Linked DNA regions of Mus musculus: region 2 is linked to region 1. The links are chromatin contacts, called in public promoter capture Hi-C maps. All regions are on one chromosome and are shown on one strand. Each heading gives the region's core, a stretch centred on a gene start, on an enhancer-like site or on the middle of the called end of the contact. The rest is flanking DNA. Distances are from core to core; before and after follow the strand shown. Region 1 holds the start of Cd5l (CD5 antigen-like). Region 2 has its middle 8.7 kb from the start of Gm40084.

Region 1 (4,930 bases), core at 245-2,744:
GTCTGAGGCTTTGTATATTACAACTTTCTAAAACTCACTTACACTATGTATATGCATGGTGTAACTTCCCACACAGGACAGGGAAACATTAAAAGGAAAGGGAGTGTAACAAGCTGACACACAGGAGCAGAAATGACACAGTGAGTAAATGACTTGGAGCCTTCTGATGTTGACTGGAGGGATGAGGGCAGTTGTCACAGATCTGAGGACTTTCTGAAGGAAATGAGACTTCAGGTGAGACCTTGAAGGCTCAACAGTAATCCACAAGAGGCAAGGCTAGTGTTGGTTTCTGCATGGTTGTAGAGATGTTTAAGATGTGGTAAAGACCCTTCATCAGACATATATGTCTGAAGCGGAAAGAACAGTGTAGGCTTTAGTGATGCTTTCAGTAATCAAGATACTAAAAATGGATGACACTTATAGGGTAGCAGATCAGCAGACATCACTGGCTATCACATATTAATCACATTATTAAAAGGCTTCTAGAAGGGCATGAACTTGTAGTCCTAGTACTGGATAGACAGAGGAGGGAGACTCCCCAGTGCTCATCGGCCAACCAACCTAGACTGATTGGCCAACTCGGGCCAATGGAATGGTCTCAAAATAAGGTTAACCAGCAACCCAAGTTTTCCCTCTGTTATACACACAAACACACAGACAACATACAAAATCCTTTTTAAAACTTTTTAGGATTTTAACTTCATCTTTACTTTAGAGAGCAAAACTTCAGTGAAGTATGGTAACCTAGAAATTCAGTTAAGAGCCATGACTAAAAATACATGTTTCTTTGCAATTCAAAACTCTAGATTATCCAGTATCTAGACTGACCTTGGGAAAATTAGAGAACCCTGTGAATCATTTCCAGAGGATGCTAGATTAATAGACTAATGAGAGATGGTTATTTTGCAACTCTACTTTCTTTCTTTCAATAAAGACTTTTAAAAAGATAGGGAAAGGATGTTGTCAAAGTCTTATTACAAGAAACAAAATACTCTCAAGGGGTAACTGTGAGCTAGCCAAGCAGATCCCCTGAGAGATGTCCTTTCTCTCCTTGCTCTACCTCACTTCTACCCAACATCCAGTCATTTTTTTAATTGTACATGTGTGTCAAAGGAAAATTTGTGTAGATATAAGGAAATAGACAGAAATCTGACAATCAAGGCAAACTCCAAATATGGCTTTAGGGGGCTTTCTAAGGTTTAGAATAAGTTACCATATATAGAAAACTGCTTTTGAAAGATGCCTGAATCAGGATTGGAGAATATCCTCCTAGTAACATCTCCAGAAAGCCCCAGACACTTGCCTCCTCTGTGACAAGATTAGCCACAGAAGCAGGGACACTCACCCAGCATCAAGTTGAACAATGGAGCCATGGCCCAGGCAGCTGACGATGGAGTGGTGAGACAGGCTGTAGGCCTCAGGCAGTGGTATTTGGTTTGAACACTAGAATAAGGAAGAGAGGCAGGTCCTGTGTGCAGTAGGAGCTTTATCAAATGACCAAAGGCCCAGGGGGTGGGACTGATAGAGCCAGATGTGCTGAGTTCAGCATGGCCAGAGGAAGGGAGGTGACTGAGTGGCCAAGATCCTGAAAAAATGTGGGTGGAGGGAGGCTTTCTTATCATGATTTCATCATACTGAAAGCCTAACTCAACCTGTCTCTGCTTTAGTTTCTGCTCTATGTTAATGAAGAAACAGTCTTCCTAAGGGAAGGTAGATACCCCAGTACAGTCCTCTTTCATTAGAAGCCTAGACCATATTTAGCCTCCATTGAGGGTCTGTGGGGCAATGACTTGACTTCCAAATGTAAGTCACGATTGTGGCATCTATCTCTGTTTTTAGGGATGGCTTTCCTACCTTCAACCAGCTTCCCGAGTGCTGGTCAGAAGCCTAACACATAGTCTGCTTGCTCTCCTAGGGTTTGCTAGTTGTACCCATCTTTGCAACTTGGATGGCCACAAATCCCTGTGGTGAGGGACAGACATCCTTCACTAAACTCAGGTGTTCTTCCAGTCTAAATTATGTTAAAAAACAAATTGAGCCGCATATCCATCAGGATGCTCAGCCCTCTCAAGTCCTCCATTATTAAGCACACCTGCCCTTCAAGAGCTAATTTAGTGGCACATAAAGCTTCAAGCATGGATATAACCTTGGCTCTTTCTAGCAAAGTAAGCTTTCCCCGATGGTGGCATAGCTTAGATTACTTAGCGTGAAACTTGGTTTACCATGGGGTTTAGTTTTAGTCCTTTATCTCTTTGTTTACTTATTTAAAAAAATAGTAAAAGAAGATAATAGTGTCAGTCAGTTCAGAATGGGAAGCCGACACATAATTCAGGGTTTCCTTTGGATGGAAAGTTTATTAAAAAGAGAAGATGCTAAGACCACGAAGGGGCCTTGAGGTGGAAGGGAGAACATTCGAAACAATCATATGAGGATCTAAACTTGATGGAACCTTACAGTGAAGGAGAGGTTTCCCTTTAAAACTTGGAGAAGTTCCATTATGAGTGAGATTGGGGGTGGGGGAGCGGGGCGGGGTTGAGACACTGACAGGGCATGGTGGGAGGAGGCAAAAGGAGCCTGCACAATACCTCTATGAGAAACTCCTTGTGAGGAGGCTCAGGCCCACCCCAAGAACAAAGGAAAGGTCTATCATTCTATAGCCTCTGAGGAGTAGCAGGAAGTCCTACATCACATGAGTTAGTTCATCACAGCAGAGGTGACAAAGGGCATGGAAAGCTGTCAAGTCACAGAACACACTGTTTCTTAACCCTGTCCCAGAGAAAGCTGCATGGCGTTACATGATACAGGCTTTGGGGTCTGGTCTAAAGGTGCAGGCCCATGTTCTAACAATCGTTTTCTCCAAAAACAGTTTTCAGCAGCCTTGAATCTCCAGAGGATGTGTTGAAGGAAGAGAGTGACCAGGGCTGGCTTGGAACCCCAAAAGAATAAGTCATAAAATCTGCTGTAAGACAGGGGAATGGAAGAATTTTGAGGACACAATGTAGGAAGTGACTACGTCTGCCTGAGGTGGTGACCAGGGGCTAAGAACTGAGAGTAGCAGAGCTTGGTAGGGCACAAGCCAACAAAAGCACAATTGTCCATTTATCAACAGCAGATGGGTGCCTGGGAGGGCAAAAAGGCAGGAGTTGGTGTGCTAGGGCCATGGGATACATTGTAACTAAAATGCTCTGTGTTCTCCTCAATCCTTCCAGACCCTGACACAAACAACAGAATTTATCCTTGAAAAATAAAAGTCTTAATCTCAGCCTGTGGGCAAAAAGCATCCTGGAGAACACAGACTTGTGATTCAGGAATATATTTCACATAAGAAATTGAGGGGGGGGAAGACAAAATATTTTCCCAATAAAATATTTTATTAGCTCGATCAAGAAGATAAAGAAAGGAAATCAAGCTCGTCAGTCAGCAGGGACATTATTTCACAGGACAGAAGCAGCTACTAATGGTATGGTGTATCTGTTGTGGATTGTCCTCAAGCAGAAAGACTCCTAATGAGTGTAGCCAGAATTACCCGAAAGGCCCTGGACAAGCTCTGCCTGTGTACATTCCCTGAGAGGAGGTGAGAGTGGGCAGGTCCTTAGAGCCTCACCTGAGATGACAGCTAGGACTTCCTCCTGTGTTCCCACCCCAGTGGGGACACCCCACAACTGGAAATGGTCTCAGCAGGTTGTAGTTTTTATAGGAGGTGAAACATTCACTGAAAGGAGGAGAGACTCCATCCACAGAGCTGCCGAGATGTGGACATCATGCTGGAGTACGACTTTGCAGTGACAGAGCTATTTGGGGGTCACCCATGCTCCTGTGGGCAAGCCAAGTAAGCTCATTGCTTCAGTGGGCTGGATTGGATGTTACTTCGATCTGTGGGCTAGTGCCCTAACTGGGGTGAATAGACATTAGTTCTTGTCACTCCAGGAAAAATTCCCACAATGGCATTTCAGAGTTTGTGTTCTGGTTTCAGCCAGGAAGAATCAGAAGGGAAGAAGACCACTCCTGGGTCTTGGAGACCTGTTACTAGAACACGGCATGGAGCTGTGGCCTGGGCTAGCATTCCAGAGGCTGAAATGGGAGTACAAGTCTAAGTCCAGTTTGTCTCAGAGAGAGACAGGGACAGACAGACAGACACACAGACAGATAGACACAGAGAGCAGACACACACAGAGAGACAGCAAGAGTGTTCACAAGCACACTGGACCACTGACCTAGTCCAAAGAGAAAAGAATGTGAGCAGAAAGTTCAGTGTTTGGGTTAGAGGCCAAAATGGGTAAAGTGTTTATCTTAAGTCTGGAAGGCCACGTTAGACTGCGAGCTTGTAGAAAGCTGTAAAGGTCTGAAATTACTTTATTTTAAATGTTTATTATTCTTTTATGAGTCTGAGTGTTTGGCAGCATTTGTGTGTGTGTACCACATGTGTACCTTGGAGGCAAAAGAGGATACTGGATTTTCAGGAACTAAAGTTACAGATGATTTTTGAGCCTCCTTGGGGGTGCTGGAAACGGAACCTGGGTCCTCTGCAAGAGAAGCAATTGTCCTTAACTGCTAACCAAACTTCTGGTTTATTTTAGTTTTAATTTTTATTTTTAGACTGTATTATTTTTAGACTTTTTATTTTAGAGTGTCTCACTCTACAGTCAGGCTAGCTTGGAGCTCACAGTGTAGCTGAGGCTGGCCTTCCTTAGACTCATGATAATTCTCCTGACTCAGCCTTTCGAGTGCTGGGATTACAGATGGGCATTACTACATTTGGCTAGAGAAAATTTTTTATACTTCTGAGATAAAAAAAACACCCAAAGAGAAAATAGGCTGTCTGTGTGCGCATGAGAGGGGTTGTCTATGACCACTCTTGTCCATACCACAGTCAAGTAGCCTACTTAAACCCTGTTACTTACTCCCTTTTTATCATTTGATAATTTCATAC
Region 2 (4,883 bases), core at 2,286-4,785, 44 kb before region 1:
TAAAGTGGAAACGTAAGGGTTGTTTGGAAAGTCAGATGGTGTTTTGCTAAGGCAAACATGAGAAGGAGTGTGTGCTGAGGCAAGACCTGTGGAGGACATGTGATGTTTGGAGGGAGCACAAAAAGGACTCGATGGACAGTGATGGAGCTGAGCTTGGCTTGCTTGCATAGCTAAATGCTTGTTGGTCTTGTATTCTACTTGATCTTCTCTTTGCTGAGAGAAGCACAGGCGAAAGAACTTTTCCTGATGTTCCTGTTGGCCCTGTCCCTCCTGCTGACTGTGCGGAGGCTGAGGCCTGGCTGTCTCTGCTAGGTAGCGTCACCACTGCTGATCCACGTTTGCTATCCCAACTCTACTGAACTGGACTGCTGGTGTATCTGTGAAGTGTTTGCGAGTGGCTTGAGCTGCTGCTGCTGACCTGTGAACTGGACTGCTGATTTCCAGACAATGCAGATGGGGGTGGCTCTTAAAAACCATTTAAAACAGGTCCATTTCCCCCATATCCTTCCTTTCCCACTACTTCTGGTGGGCTAAAAGGAAGGTTAAAGCATTTAAGAACTATCATTAAAAATAGGATTTGAAAAAATTAAAGCAACACTCATCAGTGATCAAAGAACCATCATCAATGAAGAAACAAGTTCAAATCCTGTTCCATCTGGGAGGGTGCAAGTCACTGCAGAGATATTGCTGTTAAAGTTGTACAACCTGGATTCAACTTTTAAGGAAACACTGGGTAAATCCAAAATGGGAACATTTAGCAATGTAAGTGGCCTACTGTCTTTAAAAGTTTCAAGATCATGAAACTGGGGCAGGTGAGATGGCAAATGTTTGTTGTACAAGCCTGGTGACTTGAGTTCAGTGCCTGATTTCACATGAAGGTGGAAGGAGAAAACAGACTCACTCCACAGACCTGTCCTTTCCTGCCGTGCTGTGGCATGTGTTTACACCCACATCGGATAACACACTCACACAAGAATAAGATTCGTTGGGGTCCATTATGGGGCTGAGACGCAGCTTCTCAATTAAGTGCCCAATATGGCAGTGAGAATTTTAATCACCCATGAGCCTCACACAGACTACTCAGGAATATATATTCAGATTTGGCTGATTGTAGGAAATGTACAGCTTTTCCCTATTTAAAAAACAACAACAACAACAACACATTTTTCTTTTATTTTCTTTCCTTTTTATTTAAACTGACGATCAGGAAGAATTATATCCTGGGGTTGAGCCGATGTTGGACTTGCTCACAAGAGAGTTCTTCTGTCCCTTAGGTGTTCTTGGCTTTAGTTGTGTGAGAGAGGGCTGTGCTGTATTGCTAAGGCGGGAGCTTGTGATCCTCCTACGTCTGTGGAGCGATAGGATTGCAAGCATGGATCACTCCTGCCTGCCATTCAGCTTCCTTGGTATTGTGAACCTGACCTTCACCTAAGAGGTCCCCCACACACACCCAGAGAGAAGAGAATTAAAACAGGCAGATGTTGATTCTGAATAAAACTCGTTTGGAGCTACTAAGAAGCATAAGAAGACCTTTCTCATCTTGTGCAAAAACCAACTTAAAGTCTACAGAAACAAGGGCTGGAGAGCAACGAAGACATCTTAAGTTTCACAAACCTGTCTGAAATCACACTTGCATTTAGTAATTCAGGGCCAGCCCCTACGAGCTTTCCTCTGCGTGCTTGCCACAACTTGTAACTATTTCTTTATATTCTTTCCATTTCATTTCTCCAAAGTAGCATGTAGGGGCTTGTGTCTGTCTTATAAATTTTATATTTTGTTGAGGTCTGTTAATGGGCCTTGGGAAACTTTGGACCAGTGTTTCTCAATCTTTTTTTTTTTAATGGTCATGTGGGTCTCACCACTGGGGTGTTGGAATGTGGCTAATTGGGTGCCAGACTTGTGCTCCTGAGAGCCCAGGGGAAGCAAAACGAAGTCTAACATAGGGGTCTGACAGAGGTTGTGGTTCTCAAACTTCTGGGTAGTCAGTTGCTGCTGAGAACCACAAGGAGTTGAGAATGGGGCTCCCATCATTCTGTGTACCCCGCCCTGGGGACTGTGAAGAGTTGGGAACAGGGCCTGAGGGTGTGGATGTCGGTGGGAAATCCAACTTAGCTCAGTGTGAGTGCCAGGTATGTGGAGGGGTCTTCTGTGGGAGACTTAGGCGTGACTCTGTATGACAAAGGCTTCCCCCAACCCCATGGTGGTCCTTGATGAAGGAGACTGTCCTTGCTTGTCCAAACTGCTTTATTCATGGTGGATGAAGATGCATACAACTTACTCAGGGTGAACCAGAGATTATGCTACGTGACCAACACGGTCCTCTTAGTGGGTGTCATGGACAAGAATCTGGTCAGGAGCTAATTCAGACTCCTACCCACTCTCAGTTATGAGTTTTATCAGGGTTCTGATCTTTGCTACTGCCATACGAGTTCTTCTGTCTGGTGGCGCTATCCACTGCCCCACATGGTCATTCTTCTCAGACATCATTTTTTTAAAAGATCTGACCCCTTCTTCTATCAAAATTTAATACCACATGTTTGACTGCAACCCAAAGCATCTTTTAGTCATTAAACAAGAGTAAGAGGATTTTCACCTTCTCAAGAGTCAACTCTGCCCTTTTGAGATCGGCATCACCCTTGATGAAGATAGACACTCCTCAGCAATCTGAATGCTGAAAAGAAAGTAGTGGCTGTTCAAGGATGGTTCATGGCTGGCTTCTCTGTAGCTACCATGGCTGTCAACACAAGGAAGATGCAGATGAATATAGCTTTGACAAGCAGTGTGCCAAAGTCACACTAATTCCACACATAAATCAATGCAAGCTCACTCCATGGTCAACAGTGAACATGACGATAATCGCTGGCAGTTGGTTCGCATGGTTGGAAAGAGATGCTCAGAAGACAACATTCTGAACCTGTTGTCTACCTGCGACCTCATTATCACATCTGTTCCTGCTCTGGTTAAACACAGCCTGTGTTTTGCTTATATTGCAGACCTAGCACCCAGCAGAGGGCTTTGAATTGAAAACCAGGCTTCTAAATAGAATGGTGAGTGTTTAGTTAGGTTTTGATTTTATATAACAAATAATTCTTACTGCAACAACATGCCATGTAATATTGGGAAATATACTCATGTTTTAAAAAAGCCATTGGTTACTGAAATTCAAATATAAACAGAAGTGGTGAATTTGTTTGTTAAATATGAGAATCCTCACTTTTAATTTGCATGAATAAATTAGTGAAGAACATGTGTTAAATGGTCGCTAGTGCTCCAGACTGGATTTCCTTCTGCAACCGAAAATGCCAGACCGTATACTGCCCGTCACCATATACTTCCATGGGCAGAGAAGGAATTAAATCTTTAGGTTGTGTTTTGTTCGAGAGCTGGTGATGTAAGAAGGTGAGGGCTAACACCCTAAAATATTTCATCTGTGAAATACAGGAAAGTGTATTTCATCTGTGGCTGGCAGAAGGAAAGGAAGTAAGGGCAGTCAACCTTCTCCGAGCTCAGTCCTGCCCTCTCAAGCGCTGAGCACGTGAGAGCTGTGGTGTCAGCGTCCTTCCTTTCTCTCACATGCTTCCCTGCTATTGTCTCTCTGTGTAGTGGAGTCTAGATGCCTATCAAGGATGTTGAAGCTTACATCCTTCAAGCCCCATCTGGACTCTGGGGTGGGGGCTGGAGGCAGGGTTAACTTAGACTAAAGAAACTGCTAACAGTGAACTCTGAGCAGCCCACAGTGAAGAGTACAGACCTCTCTTTATGGTGCAAAATATGAAGTTCCCTTGCCTGTCTTCCCTGCCCCCTTTCACTTCTGCTTGAACTCATTTCATACCGAGATGAGCAAAGCGACTTTTCTGGTTTTTAAAATTGGAGAGAGGAAAAATGAAGCAGGCTCTGCTTAGCTCTTACCTCTTGATACAAGCTGGAATCTTCAGGCTATCCCTCCCTGGACCTAGGAGGAGTCTAGAATTAGCAAACTCTCAGAGAAACAAACATTGTCACATAGGTTCACATGTGAAATAAATACAAATAAATGAGCAAAGACACACGTGAACACATGGATGTTTACAAGGGAAGGCTATTGATATGACCAGACCCTCTGACTCTTAGCCTTGGGTTTTAGTCATGCACTGTGACATTTTCTAGATTGAACAGATGATATTGGGCTTTTAAAACTTAACTTCTGAGTTTGCACCAAGGCATGAAGCCTTAGGGAATATGGTTTGTGATTTTAGAGTATGATACAAAGTTGTGATGTTTTTGCTCAAAGGTTAGTAGCTGTCTCTACAAAAGCAGGACCACACTCATTGATCTAAAAAAAGTAATAAGGAGTACTATGAAGGCCACTAAATGTTCATGGAGATTATGATATATGTGGGGAAATGGAGTGCTGGCCCAAGGGAACCTGGAGCCACTATGCCCAGGCAGTCATGGTTGAAACAGTTGAAGCACATAGCATCCCCCACCCAATGTCTTTTCACTTTTGTAGGAACTGGTGATCAGGATAATATTTTGGGGTGATAAAATTTGTTGTGTGCCGCAAAGTACCAAATAGGATCTAGCCCCACACTGTTGATGCTTCAGATGTCCCCTTGCACCACTCACCCCAGATCCTACTCTGCATCCATGTCCAGGGAGCAAATCAGAGGGATGACACGTGAAACATACCTAAGAAATTACTGAGAGACATTGAAAACTAGAGATACTTCAGATGTTCAAGCAGGTCCTGTCTATGTCCTACAGGAACTGTGCCTAATGAATCTATGGATGCCCAAAGGGCACAACATCAGGTAATTGCAGAGGAGCACCTTGGGAAGAACTGACTCTCACTCGCCTCTTTGAGCAGGGATTTCAGAAACATACACCCCAGTTTCATTTAGGTG

Evidence for each region. Promoter capture Hi-C pulls out the DNA fragments that hold promoters and counts their contacts.
Region 2: a promoter capture Hi-C map of macrophages shows a contact between it and region 1, with 7 read pairs. The contact joins the enhancer-like site here to the promoter of Cd5l in region 1. A contact is called at or near these places in 6 of 39 promoter capture datasets (the C10 cell line, the SN4741 cell line, embryonic stem cells and 3 more), 1 of 15 datasets of contacts at CTCF or cohesin (pro-B cells), 11 of 484 Hi-C or Micro-C datasets (B cells, CD4 T cells, the CH12 cell line and 6 more), 4 of 115 datasets of contacts at active chromatin or transcription factors (the 230-238 cell line, CD8 T cells, bone marrow-derived macrophages and 1 more) and 3 of 9 other capture datasets (adipose tissue, liver and pancreatic islet).

Annotation. Positions count from the first base shown.
Region 1 is chr3:87,354,445-87,359,374 of GRCm38.p6, reverse strand. Cd5l (CD5 antigen-like) reads right to left here and starts at 1,494. Exons shown (of 6, transcript NM_009690.2): 1 at 1,346-1,494. The coding sequence starts at 1,373.
Region 2 is chr3:87,400,278-87,405,160 of GRCm38.p6, reverse strand. It overlaps a transcript of Fcrl1 not described here. Among named protein-coding and RNA genes, the nearest start is that of Gm40084, 8.7 kb to the left of the region's middle. Within about 2 kb of position 3,535, at least 81 of the 459 cell types and tissues checked have an H3K27ac peak or open chromatin away from gene starts, as enhancers often do. A contact at or near this core is called in the 230-238 cell line, B cells, CD8 T cells and 10 more, where this site is marked.